2 separate regions of the Mus musculus genome follow, and region 1 is linked to region 2. The links are chromatin contacts, called in public Hi-C maps. All regions are on one chromosome and are shown on one strand. The core of a region is the stretch at or near the end of the contact, and the rest is flanking DNA. Distances in the headings are between cores, read along the strand shown.

What was found. A called contact is a pair of places that touch in the nucleus more often than the background predicts.
Region 1: a Hi-C map of myeloid progenitors shows a contact between it and region 2, with 3 times the contacts expected there. The contact joins the promoter of Tacstd2 here to the promoter of Il12rb2 in region 2. A contact is called at or near these places in 2 of 39 promoter capture datasets (liver and stem cell-derived epiblast-like cells), 2 of 484 Hi-C or Micro-C datasets (macrophages and myeloid progenitors), 4 of 115 datasets of contacts at active chromatin or transcription factors (CD8 T cells, effector CD8 T cells, embryonic stem cells and 1 more) and 2 of 9 other capture datasets (adipose tissue and embryonic stem cells).

Annotation. Positions count from the first base shown.
Region 1 is chr6:67,533,050-67,537,074 of GRCm38.p6, forward strand. It overlaps Tacstd2 (tumor-associated calcium signal transducer 2), which reads right to left and starts at 2,773. Exons shown (of 1, transcript NM_020047.3): 1 at 1,010-2,773. The coding sequence starts at 2,657. The coding sequence ends at 1,704.
Region 2 is chr6:67,374,381-67,378,185 of GRCm38.p6, forward strand. Il12rb2 (interleukin 12 receptor, beta 2) reads right to left here and starts at 1,808. Exons shown (of 16, transcript NM_008354.4): 1 at 1,655-1,808.

The sequences.
Region 1 (4,025 bases), core at 1,523-4,022, 160 kb after region 2:
GACGCATCACATTTAGCATCCGCTGTCCTAGAGTGAACCCGGGCCCTAGCCTCAGAGGGATCCGTGCAGACGTGGGATACAGCAGGCTCAGGCTAGGTGTTGGGACACTGCGGTGGCTGGGCCGCTCCCTTTAGCCCTTACTCTCTGCCAGACCAGACTGACTGGTTCCAGCAGCTCACCCAAAGGAATTTGGGTGGCCATCCCTCTCTGTGGAGTACCGCCCCCGCCTCCCACCCGGTGCGATAACATCAAACTGCACCCGCCTCTGGGCTAACGAAAGCCAGGAGAGGAAACCGATACTCGCCTGCCCGCCTAGGCTCCACCTCTCGCGGCTTCCATTGCTAGGCAACTACACCTCTCACCTCTTGGGAAACACTGGAGAACTAGCAGTAAATGTTAGAATTTCAGGAAAGTATCCAGAGCTGCTACCCCACCTCATTCTCCCATGCTTCTCTCATTCTCCCAACTTCTACCTTTAGGTTTTTCCTCCCTTTTGCCTCCCCCCTTCCTCCAACTCCCAATAGCAAGCCTTTATACAATCTGTCGCCAGAAAGTGTGTGCCCTCACAAAAGAAAAGCAGACTCTCATTCCTACTCTTCAGAAGATGAGTCTCAGAGACCTGAAGTTGCCCAGTCATTTATATCCTAGGACTGCTGGGGGTGGGGGGTGGGGGTGGGCTTTGCGCCTTCACGTGGTTTAAAACCCACAAAGGAAGGTGTGCCTGTTAATAAGCAGGCAAAGGCTGCGTCCATCTCCCACTCCTGTTCAGATCTGAAGGCGGTTAGTTTTAGCAACTTCCTTCAAAGGAACAGCAACCTCAAAGTTTACATTTTTCCCTCTACCCACTGCTGAGGATGGGACCGAGGGCCGGGTCAGATGCGAGGCAAGCACACTAGCCCAGTCTCTAGGAAACACCAGAGTATCAACAGTAAATGTTAGGATTTCACAAGGAAGGAAGCATTAGAATTTAAAATATAAAATTCAAGCATTAGACAAAGGAGAACAATAAAATGATATAAATCTGGAGGGATTTTTCACACAGCCTATCTTTTTAGGTGTGCCTTTCCCATATTTTATTAAACTCGAGTTGTTGTTTTAAAAAACAGCAGCATTATCAAAGACACATCTGTACAAACATTTTACAAAAGAGAACTCTCTAGGATCAGCTACATCAAGGACAAGCAGAAAAATAGATGCAGTCCAACAAAGACATTGAAAATGACTTCAGACGTTGGAAATGCCTTTTCTTATACAAACGATGGCAGATGAACACTGCGCAGGATCAATTAGTGAGTGAACTGCTCTTCCTTTCCTGAAGGTTGGGAGGCAGGGAGCGAATGGGTCACCAACAACCCGGATAGCCAAATCGCCGCTTTCCCATTTCAAACCGTTTAAGTCTTTGGGTAGATTCAAGTCGCTGGGAAACAAGTGGGCTGCCTGGCACTAGCTTCTTAACCAAGCTATCTAGCCTTTGCTTAACTCTCCCGGTCAGGTTTCCAGTGACTAGACAAGGAATTTCAGAAATGCGTCCTTAAAAAACCAAGGGCGAGGGAGGTGACCTGAGCTCAGCATCTAGAGAACTTGTTTGTGGAGAGAGAAGGAAGAGGTCAAAGCTGGGAGGAAAATTACCTCCTGACTGAGAATTAACAGGCCAACCCATCTGGTCTGAGGTGCCGAGGAAGTCGGGGCATCCTACAGGAAACCTACAAGCTAGGTTCGCTTCTCATCTCCCCCAGCTCCTTAAGCTCCACCTTTTTGTATTTGCCCGACTTCCTCCGTTTGGTGACCACCAAGACCACCACACCAGCCACTACCGCTACCGAGACGACAGCGATGACGGCAATGACGCCGGCGGTGAGGCGCTTCATGGAGAACTGGGGGGGCTTCTCGTCCAGGTAGTAGATGAGCGTCCGCTCCACATGCAGGGGTTCCCCACGCACCTGCACGTCCAGGCCGCGGCGGCCCATGAACAGTGACTCGCCTTTAATGTCCCTTTCGAAGTAGTAGGCGGCATCAGCGATGTCCACGTCTCTCAAGCCCTTCTGCGACGCGTTCTGCCGAAGCTCTATCTGAATGGTGGGCTCCTCATAGTGTACCGCGGATAGGAAGCTGGGGTGCAGCTTGTAGCGTTCTTGGAAGAGCCGCCGCAGCTCGGAGTCTAGGTCAGAGTGGTTGAAGGCTCGGTCGGTCGGGCGGTGGCGCAACTCAATGAGGATGTGGTGGGTTCGCACCACTTCGTCGCAGCGCAGGCTTTGGTCTCCCTTGTCCGTGCGGCGCACGCCCACCGAGTTTACGCACCAGCACACCGAGGTCTGGTTGCACTGGCGCGCCTTGAAGCGGCCCTTGTCGTCACACTCCGGGTCGTAGAGGCCATCGTTGTCCAGTATCGCGTGCTCGCTCGGCATCACCAGGCTGCGGCCGCTCTTCCGGGCGCTCATGCGCGCCTTGAGCAGCAGGCACTTGGAAGTTAGCGTGGAGCAGTCGACCAATACCTGTGAGCCCATTGCCCGACATTGGCAGACCCCGCCTGGGCCATTTGTGTCGCAGACCGTCATCTTGTTGGTGGGGCATGTACAGTTGCTCTGAGCCGTGCAAAAGCGGGTCGCCATCGCCAGCAGTAGCAGTAGCAGCGGTGCTAGATCCAAGCCCCTCGCCATGGTGGGGTGGAGTAGAATGGACCTCCAACTACAGACCAGAGGCAGGGATTCTGAAGGATCAGGCTGGGTAGGACACTGCAGGCGACTCCTGCCGGGCTTTTCCCTCCAGCTCTTATAAGCTCCTGTACCTGTAGGACTGGTTAGCTAGTGACTCACTCAATGGAATTTGGGTGGCGCTCCCTATTCCCAGGTCCCGCGGAAGAAGCCGGCAGCCCTGAGCTGCCTGAGATAGAATCAGGCAGGGGAGATTGCTCCTGCCATCTGCTGACCAAAACCCCATAGAGGAAACCAGTACTTACCTGGCCGCACCCCTCCTCATAGCTCAGAACCAGGGCGTCCCACCTTTCCTAGTGCACCTCAGGAGTTTCTCCAGAGGCCCAGCTCCCGACTCTCACGTCCCTACAATTCCAGACCCCATAATCCCGTACCTTCTTTTTCTCTCAACTCCTATCTTCAGTTTCGTTCCTTCCCTCTCTTCTTGCTCCAGAACACCTTATAACACAGTTAAACAGTTCACTGACATAAACCTGATCACATGCCTTTGTCTGTAAACCCTATTCTAGGTGAGATGGTGCAGCTGAGGCAGGGAGACCTGAAGTCACCCAGCCACTGATTTCCCAGGATTCTCCCTGGGCTTTCTGCTTGGCTTTAAGAACTATAAATGAGTATTTACAAAAACAAAATGTTGCAGCATCTGAAGACAGGCTAGTTAAAACAATTCTATTGCTACATCACCTGCACAGCACAATCCAGTTGTCATGGTGTGCCACATATGAAAAGTCCTATTGAACAATGCATATGCCTGTACTTGTGTAAGATAAATGAAAAGAAAAAAAATTGTAGAGTAAGCCAGTCCACTAGGAGAGATGTACAATTTGATTCTAAGAGAGGCAATTTTTTATTTTCTTTCCCTGTATTGAATGATATAACGAGAGAAGGGAGCCTGTGAGAAACTGTGCTTCTTTAATAGGATGAAGGAGCGACACTCTCTTTTAGAATCTAGAGAAAGTCCACCGCTCAAAGCTGTGGTAAAATTAACAATAATTAACAAACTATAATTATTTCCAGGCCCACCTTCAAAATACATTTTATATATATCAGCATTTAATGTACGCCACTAGAATACTGAACAAGGGTGTCATTTGACTCATGGTAGCCAGTTGGGCCTCTCTGCACCATTAATTTTCAAGCAATTCCTGAGGCAGACAGATACAAACATATTATTTTGTCTTTACAGACAGAGGAAGTCGAGACACGAGGGACAAATGCTTACCCAATAGCAGTAGGAGATCTCGGTACACACCTCTGATTTCTACCCCCACTGTCTCTTGAACAACTAGCTTATCCTGTCCAGCTTCCACCCACCTT
Region 2 (3,805 bases), core at 558-3,057:
ATTTCCAATGCTATCCCAAAAGTCCCCCATACCCTCCACCCCCCCCCCCCATTTCCCTACCCACCCACTCCCATTTTTTTGGCCCTGGCATTCCCCTGTACTGGGGCATATAAAGTTTGCATGTCCAATGGGCCTCTCTTTCCAGTGATGGCCGACTAGGCCATCTTTTGATACATATGCAGCTAGAGTCAAGAGCTCTGGGGTACTGGTTAGTTCATAATGTTGTTCCACCTATAGGGTTGCAGATCCCTTTAGCTCCTTGGGTGCTTTCTCTAGCTTCTCCATTGGGAGCCCTGTGATCCATCCAATAGCTGACTGTGAGCATTGCCCATTGCAATTCTAAAGGGACTAGTCTACACACCTCATTTATTTTCAATGAGCCTCAGTGTTCCCTTGTCAATGCCACAACGTAGCTAACCTGAAGTTGGATGGTGTCTGCTCTTATCATTCAAACCTGATCTTTGAAAAGTGCCCCCTGAGCAGCTAGGTCAGTCAAGAACTTTGCAGAAGACCGGGAAAAGACGTTTCAGTATCAGCTGACAATTCTCACTGTGTGGCTTATCCACGGAATAAGAAATAAAATGGTCCCTGTGCCACAAGACCATTGTGGGGTTAAAATGAGATGCTCTTAAGCACTGTACCGAGCATACAGCAAGCGCTCAGTAGATAACGCTCCTATTCCCATGCTGAAAAGAAAAAGAACACCATTCCATTTTTTCAAGGTCATAGTTAAAACTTAGGTAGGTAGCCTTTAAGCATCATCTAGTTCCACTGAAACATTAATTTGATTAAAACAAGGTATATTGTTATACCTTTGACATACTATGATATATGTTGATATACTTTGATATAAGTATCTCTAATTATAACTTTAAAGGAATGAAGTGGGGTTTCTATTGGCTATAGTGCCCACCAAGTGTAGTGAGAAAAACGGATGTTCAATTCTTATTTCTATCTTAAAAACAACAACAAATGCTGTTTCCCTGTGCAGAGTACTAGAAACTTCCAACAGCAAAGGAAACCAGATCTCCTCTGTGATTTGGTGGTTACATATTGAAAGCAGTGACGGCAACAATTTGCTAGAGAACAAGCCAGGTGCAACAGCAAGAAAGAGAGCCCAATACTGAGAAATTATTTGCAACACTTACTGTTCTAAGATTCTTCTCTCCTAAAGTCAGGCTGAAGTTCAGTTTGCCATCCTATCTAACCACGGAGACATTTAAGAGCCATGAGGAGTTTATCAGAGTATACTCCATGCCTAACAAATGGATTGCTGAGGATTCATTGAATCAGGCGTGGGGGATGCACAGGAAAAGGGGGACTACACCCATTCCTCACCGATGGAGAATGGGAATCCAATCTCTCCCCCCTCCTCCCTCTAACTTCCACTTTTAAAACAGCACTTCATTCTGTAACAAGAAGTGATCCCGTGCTTCAGTGTGGGCCTAGGCATAATTGGCCCTAAGGTGTGGCTCCCCACCTTTCTACATCTTGGTCGAGGGCACCTACCACTATCCTCATCCCAGGGAAGCCTGTGGGGCTCAGTCTGAGGACCAGTCAGTGCCCACGGGTGAAGGGAAGTCAGTCACTGGACCTCAGAGCCCCGGTTCTCCTTACCGGGTTCCTCTGCGCTCGCCCAAGTGCCTCCACTCACCAGAGCTCTTCCCGCGCACAGGACGCAGAGAGGGATCCTGGCACCCGCTAGCCTAGCGCAGCGCCATCGCTGGAGTCCACGCGGCAGTGTGGACCTCCGGTGCAGTGGCCATGACAAGTGTCCAGGCAGAGGTGCCCGGCCCTCGGGGAAGTCCCTTCTGCGCTCTCACCACGCCCGCCACTAGCCGCAGAGGGAGGGTTTAAAACTAAGTGAGAAAGGAACCAAGGCGTGTGACCCCAGTTGCCAGCACCCAGCGTGCTTAGTGCGGTTCTGAGAAAAAAGGGAACTTGCCCAGTGCAGGAGGCGTGTGCCACAAAATGACAAGGCTGACGCGCTAAACAACTCACTTACCAACTCATTAACTAGCATCTCAGTTATTTAAAGGTGACTTTAAGGACATATAAAACGGAAAGTGGACTTGAAACAAACAAAACACACTGGAGAAACTATTTTTTATCTGTGTTCACACTGACAGTTCAACATGCTTAACTAAACCTTTTCTTTCCCTCATTATAAGCAGATAAACATAATACAATTTCATTAGCACATGCGTTGCTGCTGTTCCGTTATCCCCGCATTGTCCCCCGGCTCCCCATGCCACCAGCTAGATTTAGACCCCAGCTTTTCTGCCTCCTAATTTGCCAGGCGTTAAAATGTGGAAAAGTGCATATGTAGAATACACAACTTGCAAATAGATTGTGCCACATGTAATTTACATTCGCTAATAAGTTATTATGCAAGAACTACAAAAAGCTTTAAAATTTCAGATCAACACTCCTTTGTAACAAGATGGCTCAGAGCTGTGGAAATCCTTGGTATAGCAAAGTTAGCTGAATTGTCTTAGTCAAAAGTAAATAATGTAAATCAGATGTACTGCCTCTCTCCGGTAATCTTAGGCAGGAGGGCTTTAGTAAATTCCAGGCCCACTTGAGCTATGGAGATAGGATTAAGTCACTAATTATTTTTAGAGTAACAAATATTTCAAATTTGCGATTTTTCTGTAATATAAGATTATTCACAATATGCTACTTAATTTTTTTCTGCAAAATATTTAAAAGCCCAAATTTATGGGTTTAGTGGTGACAGCAAAGTAATATATACACCAAGTGAGAATAAGCTAAATAAATAATGAGTAAATAAATACATAGTAGCCTCTGGTTAGTTGAAAGGACAGCTGGTGATATCAGAGATGATATGATATTAAAGATATAGTGGTCAAATATGAATGATAACTTTGTGCACTCTATGGGTTAGGTTATTTTTCAATAGCTTCATTTAGCTTATTAACTATTCATTTATGCATATAATAAAAAGCAGCTGAACATATATTAGAACTGGTTTTGAAAATCCCTTTTTATTTTCTGAAGGCGTATACAGTCTAAAATACTGAAAGACCACTGGTTACAAACCTCCATCTATATAGGACCTTACCTCACTACTACCAGATGCTAATTGCTTTAAATATTCCTGAGACACTTCATTTACCTTACGGCCTAAGATGTGAAAGTTTAAGAGTCAGGTTTAAATTTGATTGTGAAGCAAGAACATCAGCTATTGAGAATACAGCCTTCTTTGGTTTTTATATTTCTCCAGAGGCAAATCAATAAGGTGGTCTCTCTTCCATAACGTAGAAGAATGTTTTCAGTCTATGTCTGTCAATTAATTTAGAATTCAGGTCAACTAAGCACTTGTGCCAAAAGCTATGCATAAGAGTGATCCTCTCATGCCACTCCGTAGGTTTTCAGTTCCTAGAGCACAGGAGTGCCGTGCCCGTGCCATGTCTGCCCTCCTGCCTCTAGCACTGCTGTACTGGAGGGCACAAGGTGGGGAGCTCACTAAAGTTTTATCGAGTTGAATTAGCTCTTTTCAAAAAGAGCTCATTCTCTTTGGAATGAAACAATTTCTAGGTATTTAGAATTTTCAAAACTTTCAACAGAGTTAAAAAGTTGTTGAAGAACTACACTATTCTTAGCGAGTCTGTGACCATTTCACCAGGGCAGAACTTCTATGTCTCTCCCTCCATTCTCCTCCTCCTCCTCCCCTTTGAAGGTGGCTGCTTGTTTAGTTAGAGAGAAAAGAGAGGCTTGCTTGTGTGCTTCCTAAAAAGCAAGACTAAGACAGTGGAGGCAGTTCATGTAAGGCAACAGAAGC